Regions from separate parts of the Arabidopsis thaliana genome. Here region 1 is linked to region 2. The links are chromatin contacts, called in public capture Hi-C maps. All regions are on one chromosome and are shown on one strand. Each heading gives the region's core, a stretch centred on a gene start, on an enhancer-like site or on the middle of the called end of the contact. The rest is flanking DNA. Distances are from core to core; before and after follow the strand shown. Region 1 holds the start of SUB1 (calcium ion binding protein). Region 2 holds the start of AT4G08580 (microfibrillar-associated protein-like protein).

Region 1 (7,350 bases), core at 3,410-5,909, 160 kb before region 2:
TATCTTCTTCTAACCCACCAAAACGATTTGATATCTCCACCCCCTGATTTTTAGGAAGTTCCCTTAAACTGCGATTTGAACGACCACCGGAGGAACCCGCCGCAAACACCATCTTTTGCGCCGGTTTTTCCACCCGTATCCCCGACTGTCTCACCACTGTGAATCCTTCTTCAACTTCTGGTGATGAAACCACCGCCGCTCTCTCCGTACTCGGCTATGCTCTAGCCGGACTCCTTACTGACACATTTCTTGGACAAGTGTGCACCAAATGCCCATACAAACCACACAAGGAACATATCTTGGACAAACCTTCATACGCCACAAAGTACCTATCTCCATTAATTAACACTGTCCCCTTCAAAGGTTTGGCTAAATTAACTTCAATACATACTCTTGCAAACCGTCCCCTACCAAAAGTAATCGTATTCAGATCAACCTTAAGAAGCTTCCCCAGCCCACGAGCAATCTCCTCCAATAAACATCTATGGTAATAGTTAACTGGGATATTTGTTAACCTCACCCACACCGGCGTTGTAACGATATCATCCCTCAATGGATCAAAATTTGGTGACCAATCTTGTACCATCAGATAATTACCAAAAACCCTCCATGGTCCTCCGGTTAGAGCCGCCAAATATTCTTCTTCCAACTCAAATCTAATCATAAAAAACTGACGGGGCAAATCCATCACCGTCATAGCCCCCGACGGTTTTCATAACTCCTGTAACTTACGACTCAGCACCAAAATAGGAATTTGATTCCCTAGCACCTTAACTATCATACATCTCTTCCAAAGCCCATTCATGGCTTCCAACACCTCTTCCCCTATGGTGATAACTGGCTCTCCATCCTCCCCATTCGGAAACTCCAACCTCACCCTCTCACGTACAAACGCATCGTCAATCACATTCTCCGGTTTCAGAATACCTCCACCAACACTCCCTTTATTACTAACACTCATATAACGAAGGAAAAGTCTTACAGGTCATTTTATTTCAGTGCATAATCGTACGAGCATTTGCCTTTTTTGGTTACAATATTTTCAATTACCTAATAATAATAATAAATATTATAGTGTACAGGTAAAAATTGACTTGAGCATCAGAGAGTTCTCGAAATTAACAAATCAAGTGGTAGAATACAAACGTCGTATTTATATTCATATAATCACTAACATCTCCTTAAGATTTAGTTTGATCATAGCACCTATAAATATCAAATCAATTTCTTGAATAAATTCTAAACCACCTTGATAAGTCAAATACTCTATTTGTGTCTTTAAGCATACAAATATTAGATTAAGAAAAAAAAAATATTTCTCTATTTTGTATATATCTATTTATATATGTGAATTTAAAATTTAACGATTTTATTGATTTTATAACATCTGTTAACGGCTGATAAATCACGGATTTGAATATACTAATAATTAAAAGATAAAGTATTTTTAGAGAAATATCTTTTTCTAACTAAAAAGTTAAGGTATTAAACGTTCAAAAATGAATACATATGCTTTTTGTTATTATTTAACGATGTTCATTGATTCCATAATGTTCGTTAAGTCAAGGGTTTAAATATACCAACAATTCAAAAAAGATGTATTTCGGACCAAATATAATTCAATGAAATACTTTTCTTTAAACTAAAAAATAAAAGTATTAAATATTCAAATAAAATAGATGGGATAATTTTTGGGTTTTGTCGTGTACAATTATAGTTTAAATTATGAATGAAGTTATATTTTACACATTTGTAGAATTCGTTTATATTTTATTATTATTACTTTTTTTGAACAAGGAATTGGTTTATTTTATTGGGTGAATTAAATTTCTATGCTTAGACGAATGCGAAATTAGGAAAGTATGAGTGATGATTTTATATTTAGTTCTTTCTCCTCCCGACAACAAATTCTGACATATTTATCCCTACTGAGCAGAGATATTGTTGGATACGTAATGATTATGCAACATTTAATTCTAACACAAGTATGAAGATAATTAGGTTAGTCGATAATACGTTATTTGATATGGTATCATAGGTTATATTAGAAGATTCTTGATAGAAAATAAGAATAAATAAAACTATGCCCAATAGTAGAAGACGATAACCAGATAGCAGATAATAAAGTTAATATAGTTGTAGGGCTTCACCACTCGCAATGAAATGTCGAGTTATTACACGTGTAGTGAGAGTACCGCAAAAATTCGTATATGGTAATAAAGTATCCGATAATCAATCTGTTAGGGGTTAAAACTTCAACACACGCAATAAAATGTCGAGATATTACACAGAGTAAAACAATATGAAATGTCGAGATAATGAGATAGCAGATAATAAAGTTAATATATTCATAATAGAGTTAATATATTCACTACTCGCAACACGTGAGACGAATTCTGAACCGCAAAAACTTGTGTACGGTAACAAATTATCTGATAGCAAACCAATTAGGAGTTAAAACTTCAAAACACGCAATGAAATGTCAAGATAACGAGATAGCATATAATAGAGTTAACATAGATATAGGTCCTCTCGCAATGAAATGTCGATTTATTACACATAGGGAGAGTAAATAAAATGTAGAATTCTGAACCGCAATGTCGATAATAAAGTATCTGATAATAAATATGTTAGAGGTTAAAACTTCAACACGCGCAATAAAATGTCGAGATATTACACAGAGTAAAACAATATGAAATATCGAGATAATGAGATAACAAATAATAAAGTTAGTATATTCATAATAGAGTTAATATATTCACCACTCGCAACACGTGAGACGAATTCTGAACCGCAAAAACTCGTGTACGGTAATAAATTATCTGATAACAAACCAGTTAGGAGTTAAAATTTCAAAACACGCAATGAAATGTCGAGATAACGAGATAGCATATAATAGAGTTAATATAGATATAGGTCCTCTCGCAATGAAATGTCGAGATAATGAGATAACAGATAATAAAGTTAATATATTCATAATAGAGTTAATATATTCACCACTCGCAACACGTGAGACGAATTCTGAACCACAAAAACTCGTGTACGGTAACAAATTATCCGATAACAAACCAATTAGAATGAAAGAGACGAAGAAAAAACATGAGGTAAATATAGATTGGACCGAAACGACGCCTCGATTGAAAACTATCAAAATAATATAAAAATTTAATTCACCCACCAAAATATCCAAAGCAAGATCTTCTACTATTCGCCTTACACAAAGAGATATAAGAGCTACATTTAGATTTCTACTAGACATAGGGATACACGCGTTTTTATTTTTGCAACAGTAGCGCTGAAACTTTTGGGAAATTAGAATCTAAATACTGAATCCACTGAGCATACGTGCAATTTTCCTATTTTATTTTACTATTTCATGAACTAAAATTTCTAAAAGTTTTTATTCGTTCAACTTCGAAATATTTATACTGAAACCTCCTAAAATCATTAATCCAAATATCCTCTTTTAGAACACATAAGTAAAACGTTCAAATCAAACCGGCTCAAACGTCCCAGTCCATTTACTTTACTTCTAAACCAAACCAATTCAAAATCACTCTCATTTATTTTCGTTCCTAAATTAAATAGTAAATTAAAAAGGGAAAAATGTCAAAAAAAAGCGTCAACTTTTAAATTTGGGACGAAAAAAGCCTGAACTTTCGAAATGTCATTTAAATCTTAAAGTTTTGTTTAACTTTATAAAAAAATAGTTAAGTTTTGTTGACTGGGACATTTTAAGCATACCGTAAAATTTCCGTCAACAGAAAGATAACGGAGTTAATTTTCCGTTAATAATCTAAAACGACGTCGTTTTTCAAAATAAAAATAAAGACGAAAAATGCTACCAACTAGAGATGAACCGTGGACCTAGAAGACTCTTTACCAACTGCCAACCACTGCGCCAAAGTAATATTTGATTAATACGCATACTTTATACACTTATATACATACACGTAATTAACTGAAAATAACAAACCTAAAAATCTCCATTGTTGCCTGAGACATAAACGGCGGTGAGCAGTTACAACGCTGAGACTAATCAAACCTAAATCCTCACGAGTTTGAATTTTTTTTTAGAACAAAATCAGATCTAGAGATGAGCTCCGAAACATAGACGTAGTCAAGAATTCGCAATACATAAAATCAACAAAAATAAACAGATCTCTAATTGTAAAATCGATTTTGAATCCGAGATCGTTACTCTCCCCAAACGAACCATCACTAGACAGAGACAATCTACAGTATCGAAACCTCAAGCTCATGTTGAACGAGATTCCCTCGTCACACCACCACCTCCTCACGCCGTTTTCTTCTTTTCTCAGGAACAATGGAATTCTGTTAGTTTCAATTAATTGCAGTATATATATACACAAGCTTTGATATGTATAATAGTTTACTATGGCTCGGTCGTTGAGCGTTTTGCTAATTAATTGAGAGGTCAGTGGTTCAACTCTAGTTGGCAAAGTTTTGCTTTTTTTTTTTAAAACGACGTCGTTTTAGATTATTAACGGAAAGTTAACTCCGTTATTTTTCTATTAACGAAAATTTTACGGTATGCCTAAAATATCTCAGTCAACGAAACTTAACTATTTTTTGACAAAGTCAAACCAAACTTTAAGATTTAAATTACATTTTAAAAGCTCATGCATTTTTTTTCCCAAATTTAAAAGTTGGCACATTTTTCCCAAATTAAAAATCAAAGTAAGAAAAAAAGAAGACTTGTCCAAAAAAAAAAAAGACTAAAAAAAGTTCACTAGAGTCCATTTTCTTCTTCTTCCTCACACCAAAAAGCTTCCATTGATTTCGCATCAGATCTTGCTCTCTCTTCTATCTCTGCGATTCTTCTGGATCTTCTCAAATCCATGAAGGAATCAGATCTAACCACCGAACCAATCGCACAAAATCTAATCAAGCTAATAAGCAATGTCTGTTTCTCAGTCTTCGTTTTCACAGTTCTCATCTTCACAGTAATCGCAGTAACTTACCAACCACCAGATCCATGGCTTGAATCTGCTCCAGCACTCACCAAACTCCTAACCGAAACCGAAAACGCAACTTTCAAAATCGACGGTTCGATTCTCAAAACCGGCGAAGATCTCGCTTCATCTCCGTCATCATCACCTCCGTCGAACTCCACAGAGCAAGTCACGGAGGCGACGATTGAGAAATCCGAGGCGAAAATCGGTAATATGACTGTGAAGAACTCTATAGATTGTGATGAGGATTTGAAGATTGTGAATTGTTCTGATCCGAGAGTTTTAGTTGCTGTTGAGAGGTTTAATTTGAAGGTTTTTAAATCTATTGTGTTCTTAGAGTACGAAACTCCGGTTAACGGATCGAAACTAGACGAATGCGATGTTTCTTGGAGGTTTAGGAATAAGAAGGAGAAGTCATGGAGGAGATACAGAGATTTCAGGAGGTTTAGGTTTGGATTTGGTGAGAATTGTACTTATAAAGTGTTTCATACTAGTGGTTGGCATTCTGGTGTTAATGCTCGTAGGCCTAGGATTAGTAGACCGAGCTCGAGTCGAGGAGCTCGCGGTGGTGATTCGGAGATTAATGATACGATTCCGACTCTTGGTTCGCAGACGAGTTTCCGGAGAGGGAAGTATTTGTATTATTCGCGGGGTGGTGATTATTGTAAGGGTATGAATCAGTATATGTGGAGTTTCTTGTGTGGTTTAGGTGAAGCAATGTATTTGAATAGGACTTTTGTGATGGATTTGAGTTTGTGTTTGTCTTCGAGTTATAGTTCTAAGGGGAAAGATGAGGAAGGTAAGGATTTTCGGTATTATTTTGATTTCGAGCATCTTAAGGAGACGGCTTCGATTGTTGAAGAGGGTGAGTTCTTGAGAGATTGGAAGAAATGGAATCGGTTGCATAAACGGAAAGTTCCTGTTAGGAAGGTTAAGACGCATAGAGTGTCGCCTTTGCAGCTTAGTAAAGATAAGAGTACGATTATATGGAGGCAGTTTGATACTCCTGAGCCTGAAAACTATTGGTATAGAGTTTGTGAAGGGCAAGCATCGAAGTATGTTGAGAGGCCGTGGCATGCGTTGTGGAAGTCGAAGAGGTTGATGAATATTGTCTCTGAGATTAGTGGGAAAATGGACTGGGATTTTGATGCTGTTCATGTGGTTAGAGGCGAGAAAGCGAAGAACAAGAAGCTATGGCCACATTTGGATGCAGACACATGGCCTGATGCGATATTGACCAAACTTAAAGGATTGGTTCAGGTGTGGAGGAATTTGTACGTTGCAACTAATGAACCGTTTTATAATTACTTTGACAAGTTGAGGTCTCAGTACAAGGTTCACTTGCTTGATGACTATAGCTACTTGTGGGGAAATAAGAGTGAATGGTACAATGAGACTAGTCTCTTGAACAATGGGAAACCAGTTGAGTTTGATGGGTACATGAGAGTAGCTGTTGATACAGAGGTGTTTTATAGAGGAAAGACTCGCGTCGAGACGTTCTATAACCTTACCACGGACTGCAAAGACGGGATCAATACATGCTAAATTGATCATTCAGGTTGTGATATGTTTTCATTGTTTTATTTGTTTGTGTATCAAATTCAGTTATGCTTGTGTTGTTTACCTTGTGTTCTACTAGCTATTGAAGAGTGTACGTAACGTTTACATTTTTTGATTCATATCCTTAATTCTGTAAGAAGGCAACACCAAAGTGACATAGCTGATACATATCGATTCAGGAATATATTGTTTATGATTATGCTTTTAACTAGAACTCTTTTATCGATCAAAACAATCTTGTATTGTTCATCTGTGTATCATGAACGGGATCAAAAAGTTGAAAGTATCAAGAGTGTGCATTTGCACAAGGTGGAGGGTTTCGGCATTGTGATTGCGGGCAGCTTTAACACCGTCCAGTCAAACACAAAATCAAACTGAAAACCTGAGATAAACAAATACTCCATTGGTGGCAACAGAAGTATTAACTTAATATATCCTGAGAGGAACAAGGAGATATCGAAAATGAATCACCTTCACGAATAAAAAGGTCGCGGAACAGTCTCTTCAAATAGGCATAGTCTGGCTTATCATCGAACCTAAGCGAGCGGCAGTAATGGATGTAGGTTGCAAACTCTATTGGATGACCTTCACATAACGTCTACGAAGACAATGATGCAAAGTTAAGTACATAGACTCATAGAAGTTTCTAAATGTGTCACCATATACAAAGAACTTACTTCGATGGAAGTTGAAACCTTCTTCTCGCTAATCTTGTCATATTTCTGTTTCTTATTCCCAGCTTTTAGTCCCTTCCATGGGAGACTACAATAAAATAGGATAAGAGATGGAATGATAGACAAGAAGAAGGATATAA
Region 2 (7,464 bases), core at 2,238-4,737:
CTCTCTCACATTCTCATTTTTTCGTTAAGTTTCCGATATCGAAAGTTGTACCACAAAGGTGAAATGTATTGCTTTTCTTTGCATTGAATGAAGAATAGAGTTATGCTAAGTTCCATAGATACAACTCTTAATATCAGTTTCCATAATCTAGGTCTTACAAGGATAGGTATTCTGCATATGCCCCTAAGGAAGGAGTGAGATATGATGGTGTATACAGGATCGAGAAATGCTGGCGAAAAGCTAGATTCCCGGTACACACATATAGTGAAACAAGCTTGTAATTTTTTCCCTGCCCTTTATATGCATTGACATGTTCTTCTCATTCCATAGGATTCATTTAAGGTCTGTCGTTACCTGTTTGTAAGATGTGACAATGAGCCAGCTCCATGGAACAGGTTTGGTCTACTTCTTAGAAGCACCTTTTCGATATTCTGAGTTTAACACTGTGATAATATTGCAGTGATGAGAGTGGAGATCGTCCAAGACCTTTGCCTAATATTCCAGAGCTTGAAACGGCCTCAGACCTGTTTGAGAGAAAGGAAAGTCCATCATGGGATTTTGATGTAAGTTCCAATTATAACAGTTAGCGAGTGAGACGTGAGCAGATCTCGAATTTTCTGTATTGTGCTGATAATAATATACGCTTATATTATCAGGAAGCCGAGGGCCGTTGGAGATGGATGAAGCCTCCACCTGCAAATCATGAGCAGAGGGAGAGAATGAAGATGGCTATGACATGTCTTCTCCTTTTTGTCCTTATCATTCTCGTTGGTTCATCATCTATCTTATATCAGTATTAGAAGAATCACCGACAAATAACTTGTTGGTTTGATCCCTTAGTTGTCTTTCTTGTTACCAACAGTCTTTTCTAGTTCTCTCACTACTCAAGTCTTGGAAACTTGAGGTTCTCTTGGTTAGTGAAGTCGGATTCATATTTTTTTGTATGCTTCCAACAATTTGTCCCTGCTCTCAAAAGGTGCAATGAAGTTTTTAAGTATATAATGAATTATGTTAGGTCTTCATTCTTTTGAGCAATATTTTTAATTACTAGGATTTAGAGGACTCAGAGACATAACTGAGTAAGATGTTACGATGTTTTTTTACTACCACATACCACTGCTGCATCATTGGATTTTAAAAACAAACAAAGTAAATGTTGGTGCGGTTTAAGTCTCCCAATCTTTCATCTTCTTGCTCCCTTTTGGTTTTGCGATTGGAGCATCCATGCCTGCCATTTTCTTGTTGTATTTTTCACGTAGAGGATCATTGGAAGTCCACCTGCACATTCATTCATTTTATGTAAGTATTATTATCAAAATCAGCAGCTCATGCCAACACAAACAGGTTCACATTCACATGCAATAATTTAGTTCAGTTGCCAGCTTACTGTTTCTACTCAAACGCTAAATAAATCAGATTTCAGAAGCCTAAAATGAGAGCTATGAAGTTTATGCCTAACCAAGATGCAAGAAAAGAAACGCTAAAAGCAAAGAACTTACGGGTTACTCCAATCTGTTGTGTCTTCATTGACAAGGTGAGTCCATTTAGTTCTTCCACTACGACCAAAGTGCTTGACTTGCATAACTTTGGGGAGAATCGATTTGTCCAACCTATCTTCTCCGGTTGGAGCAGAGAAGTCGCGCTGAAATATACCATCGGTTCCAGCAGAACCTGCCTCATCATCAGGATCTGCCTGGAAGAAGGCACCCTTATGGTAATATTTCTGCATAAAGTTCCATTTCTTTTTCGGTTGAGCTGAAGAAGGTTTCGGATTCTTCCTCTCCCAATCTCTCCTCTCCTGCTCTGTCATATTCCTCAACTTCTCTATTTCTTCCCTCTCTCTCAGCATAGCTTCCCTTGCATCTCTTTCTCTCTTGATCCTACCAATCTCTCGTGTCTTCCAAACTTCATACTCCTCAGCTTCATTGAGTTCGTCATCAGTTTCCACATCTCCAATATTAGCTTCCTCCAATAGTATGTTCTTCCGTATCTCTTCATCTTTCCTAACTTCCTCAACCACAATTTGCTTTGTCTCTATTTTTCTTTGCTCCAATTTTCTCTTTGCTAATTCCTCAAGAGCTTCTTCTTCAGCCTCAAGCCTCTCTCGCTCTGCAATTGTATCTCTCTCAGCTTTCGGTACAAAAACAGGCTTAATCAAGGCAATACCAGGCATATCATCTTCCGAATCAGTCTCGTACTCAGACTCCTCCTCCTCCTCTTCTTCCTCTTGTATCTCATCTTCTTCTTCTAAAGGAAGTAAAGCAGCCTCCTCTTGTGCTCGTCTAAGATTCTTCTCCTTAATTCTTCTTCTTCTTTCTTCCAAGGCATCTTCATCATCATCCTCGTCTCTATTCTCTTGATTCCTCGATTCTTCTTCTTCCGTAGATATAATCTCAGCCTGTCTAATACGCCGATGATCAGCTCTAACTTCGTCACGGTTTTCAACTTTAGTCTGAGCTAAACGCCGCAGCCTTGGATCATCCTTCCTAGCAACACCCAAATCATCATTCTTTGGAAAAGCTCTATCCAAAACAGAAAACTTCTGCATCCTAACATCATCATCTTCTTCAGCTTCCTCAGCCCACTCCGGAGCTTTTCCTGGCCAATACCTTCTTACTTTAGTCTGTCCAATACCACCTTTTAGTTTCTCCCTTACAGCAATTGCAGATTCACTCACTCCCGCTGTGACCGACATATTTGCACTTGCAAGTAACCAAACTCAATCAAATTAGCTATCTGTCTCTGCAGCACAAAATAATACAGGGATTAGATTCAAGCTTTGCATCATTAGTATTCACCAGAAAAGGAAAGGAAAAGAGCTACTTCCCCTAATCGATCCTCAATAGCTAAAATCTTAAAGAGACAACAACAAAATGCATTATGTACAATGCATATCATTGATGTGTGTGTGGGTGAGTATATCAACATAAACACACCAACATGAACAATGGACGCTAGAGAAATTCGAAGATTGCACATTTTAACGAACTATAACATTTTCAATAGTATGTACATACTTAATCAAGTGTGGTGAAATCAACAATCCCAATAGCGAAGCTATTGTTCATACATAAACACAAGCACGAAAGAGAGTAAACTGTTACAAAGTTTTGTCTTTTGACAAATTTGCATACAGAGTCAACAAAAAGTCGATATCTTTCTGTACCCAAAAGCATAAGAACCAATAAGAACAAATAACAATAGAAATGATTAATCGAGAAAAGCCCTAGAATACAAATTCGTGAAACCCTAAATCTCAGAACAAAACAAAGATCGATTTCGCAAGATTTAGCTTCAGTAGAAACAGATCGACATCATATGAGATCGAATTGATAAGAAAATCGAGCTTACCAGGAGATGAGAGAGTTTCGGTTAGAGATTGCGGAGGAGACGGCCCTTAGGTGGCGGTCTCAGCGGCGGCGATAAATGTAACCTTGACGGCGAGAGATTGATGTTGGCCCAAGACCATTAAGGCCCAATACTTCGGTTCGTAAATTTCCAACTAAACGTGAATTTTAGTAATTTTTTGTGAAATTAAGAAAATTGTTATTATTTTTATATTTTTCCTAAAACTATACACAGTAAAATTTCCATAAATTAATAATTTAATATAGATGAGACTATGGTATTTTCTTAATTTATCAATTGATCCAAAAACAAAATTTAGGACAGAAAAAATGTATTAATTTATCGGGTATTAATTTATCGATTATTAATTTATATGAGGTTTTATTAGTTCCATAACCTTAAGATTACAAGATATTTACAAATAGTATAACTAATAACACCGAGTTTTATTAAAAAAAAACTATGAAAAATGTAGTTTGAGTAGTAATTGTGAAACAAAAGAATTGAATTTTGGTTTACATAACTTTAGAGATGGTAGACGGGCGTGCCCGCGACCGAACGGACCGACCGCAACATGCTCGCTTTTCCATTGATCCGCGACGAACCGGACCGCAGACGACCGCGGTCTTGAAAAGTGAGTCCTAACCCGCCCCGCAAAGCCCAACAGTTAGACAGACCGGCCCACGGTCTTTAGAGGCAGAAGAACTTATGTTTGGTTGATTGACGAAGTTGTACCTTGTTTCTATGAAGTGTTAGCTTCAAGGAATATTGTGAAACGTTATGTATTAGCTTGAAGTACTTAAAACATTTAAGTCAAAAGTACTTAAAACAGAAATTCTAAAACAGTACAAAACATATATATGTGACATGTTTACCTTAGCAGCATAGATCTCAGAGTCTTGCTTCTTGATTTTAAATTCGTTTTTCAAGTTACAGACTGCTTGGTGACTTTTCCTGTGAGACACCAACAATATCATGTCAAATCTTGTCGCATTTGTCAAGAGTTGAACTGAAACTTAAACTCTTGACTTGAACATTGCAAAACAGAGATATGTAACATGTCAAAAACATTACAAAACACTTGACTTTAGCTAGATTTTCTAAAGTAAAAAAACATTACAAAACAGAGATATGTAACATGTTTACCTTAGTATTAGAGCTTTGTGATGGTGAAGCACAAAAGATCACATAGGAGAACTCTGGATGTTCCTGCCACATATAAAGCTCCAACTCTAACTTCCATATTGTGAAAAACATGACTCTTACTATATAAAACGTTGTGAAGAAAAAGAACTAGTCACTAATCCACACAAAACATATTGATAAACACAAAAGACACATGAAACAGGGATTTACAGGACATCATAAACGTTCTTATAAGAAGAATATGTGCAACTATCAAAATTAAGCTCAGTCCATGTAGGAGACAAACTCAAAGTCACCTGAATCGATTGGGACACGTTCTTCTTCATCAACCTCAAAGGTCGTCGTCGTTGCCGTATCAAACCGTGTTTTTGAAATGTATGATCCGATACATGAACATGCTTCTTCTATAAACGAAACTCTAAGTCGTACACATTGGTATAGTTATAGAGATGACTTCATCATCTTGATGTAGGGTTTCGTTTATAGAAACAGCCTTTGCAACGTTTGCTATATAATCAATATGAAGCTTAAGCATATAAACCCCGTAAAAAATATTCAAGGTTCACTTTGTTCAGTTCATAAAATTATGTTTTTAATGGTTGACGACAAAAACCAAAAGAGAAGTTCTAAGCGAATATATTAAGTCATACATATAGCCTAGAAAAAAATAATTGAAATCGTTGCATATGATTTAAAAAACCTTAGATATATCATACTAGAGACAGTCACACGGGAATGGTTCAAAATAATATTGTAAAATAAGTTTTAATTGTTGTTTATTATATATTGAGAAATGTTTAAATTCTTTTGTAGTTGTAATTGATTTATTTATATTTCATATTATTATAATAATATAGAAAACTAGCTATAATTGTATATATTAAGTAATGTTTAGATATTTTTGAAATAAATTATATTCTATTTCATATCAGTAAGAGGAAATACTGATTTATAGTTTCTGAGAAAAAATATGTGTAGCCATTTATAGAAAAGAGCATTTATTAAATTAATTTAAATATAAAATAGTGTTCTTTTCATGTTTATGTTTACGAGTTCAAAAACAAATTCGTGTGGGCTTGGCCTCTTGGTTTAAAGCGGACAATATCATATTAGAGAAAAATATTTGGGCTTGGAGAGTCCAACAATTGATATTAGAGCCTATGTAAAAAAACGTGGACCTAAAGAGGTGGGTTTGGGCTCCATGTTCGGTATGGAAAGAGTTCTCAATGTAACACGATAAGAAGAGTGCTTCAAGTTGTCCTTGCAAATAAGGAATGCCAGAGCCTGGTGCTAAGGTTTTGCTTGAGGGGAGGGCCTAAAGTTCGGGGTTTGGTTTGAGGAGATAATTATTGGGAGACAAACCAACGTCTCACATCAAAAAATTAGAAAATATTAGTCTAATATATAAATCATGTTTAATTCCAATTAGTAGTGATACCTTTTGGAAAGAAGACAAAAATAAATCCGCGCGGGCTTGGCCACTTGGCTCAAAACGGACAATATCATATTAGTAGGAGAGTTGACTTGGGCTTAGAAAGACGTCATAAGATTTGAGAGTTAACCATCAACTTTAAATATTGGAAATCATACATAAACCACAAGTCCGTTAATAAAACTGTGACATATGATTTCATTCTTTAATATTTTGATACATTGTTATGAAAGTTTTAGAACCTTAACCGAGTGGAAGAAAACTTTGGCCCATACAACTCTAGTCTAGTGGTAGTTGAGAATTGCGGAAAAATTGAAAGGACTTAATCAGATTCGATCTACCATGAAAAAAGCAATACAATATCAGTCGAGCGCATGCATATAAATCACAATCTTTCGTCACCTACTAATTTGTCTTAAGTTGACAAAAGTTGCTTTTTACAAAAGTAAAATAAAAAGCTTAGCGAATGTGCCAAAGAAACTGTGTCGTTACATATGTATATATTTGATTTAATCAATAAAAGGTAAATGGACTTCTTAAAACCTAACTTCATCGACGTCATAATTGTAAAAATTATATAAGCGTTGTTCTATATCCTACATAGTTTATATATCATTCTCAGCTTAAATCAGATCGTAATCCAAGTAAAATCTATTAAAACACAATCTCATATTCCGGCCTTAACAATAGCAACTATTAGTTGAATATAAATTAGTCAGATGGATGATAAATTTCCCTCGTTGATGCTAGTGAACTAGAACTTTTGAAACTATAAACACATGCAAAATTGGTTATTTACGTTGAAATATTTATGAATGAGAATAACTAGCTTTTTCACATAGTCAAAGTTAGTATCAATTTTGAGTTGGAATCATGCGCTTAAGCACAAGTGATTCATGGTGATTTCAACGTAAAATACCTATTTAGCATAGATTGGTTAATGCCTATCCACCATATGAATAATTAAAAATAGTTATCGAGCCAAAATGTATACTATAATCTTTGGCTGTGTTCAACGAAAGCAATTATGGACGAGCGCGGTTCCCTCATTTATTACTTAAATTGTAGATATTGCTCCATGTAAGAATATAAGATACTGACTATATATTGACTAATGTATTACTCCAATTTAACGGAAATAAAGGTGACACATGTACTCAATCAACAAGATGAGTTATTCATAATGTAATGAAATGGGACATATCAAAACTTGAGTGGTAGAGTTGCTGCCTCTTAATTACAAACAGTTTGAAAGCAACCCCTCCTTCTAACTAAATCTGATATTGCTCCTTATTATAGAACATGTGGTTGCAATTTTGTGCACACATATAGAGTTTCTGATGATTTTATTCATTCACCATAAATTGTATTTGGTATAATGATTGATGCGAGAGATCACTTCGTAATAGTGGATGTTTTCTTCAGATAGTCGCTACATGTTGAATTGTGGTAAGCTTATTTCTACTAGTAGTGTTATATAATCTCAATGAATTGTATAGCAACAGGTGGTACTTTAAAATACATATTTTGAAAACAAA

What was found. Capture Hi-C pulls out chosen DNA fragments and counts their contacts.
Region 1: a capture Hi-C map of shoot shows a contact between it and region 2, with 3 times the contacts expected there. The contact joins the promoter of SUB1 here to the promoter of AT4G08580 in region 2. A contact is called at or near these places in 1 of 26 Hi-C or Micro-C datasets (root) and 2 of 3 other capture datasets (root and shoot).

The regions. Positions count from the first base shown.
Region 1 is chr4:5,615,375-5,622,724 of TAIR10.1, reverse strand. It overlaps SUB1 (calcium ion binding protein), which reads left to right and starts at 4,659. Exons shown (of 1, transcript NM_116951.2): 1 at 4,659-6,804. The coding sequence starts at 4,863. The coding sequence ends at 6,521. AT4G08800 (Protein kinase superfamily protein) reads right to left here. Exons shown (of 12, transcript NM_116950.1): 10 at 7,214-7,298; 11 at 7,008-7,134; 12 at 6,806-6,918. The coding sequence ends at 6,806. It also overlaps the pseudogene AT4G08820.
Region 2 is chr4:5,457,421-5,464,884 of TAIR10.1, reverse strand. It overlaps AT4G08580 (microfibrillar-associated protein-like protein), which reads right to left and starts at 3,487. Exons shown (of 3, transcript NM_116927.5): 1 at 3,352-3,487; 2 at 1,500-2,742; 3 at 978-1,278. The coding sequence starts at 2,695. The coding sequence ends at 1,167. ORTHL (ORTHRUS-like protein) reads left to right here. Exons shown (of 7, transcript NM_116928.4): 4 at 152-251; 5 at 331-395; 6 at 461-563; 7 at 657-1,091. The coding sequence ends at 800.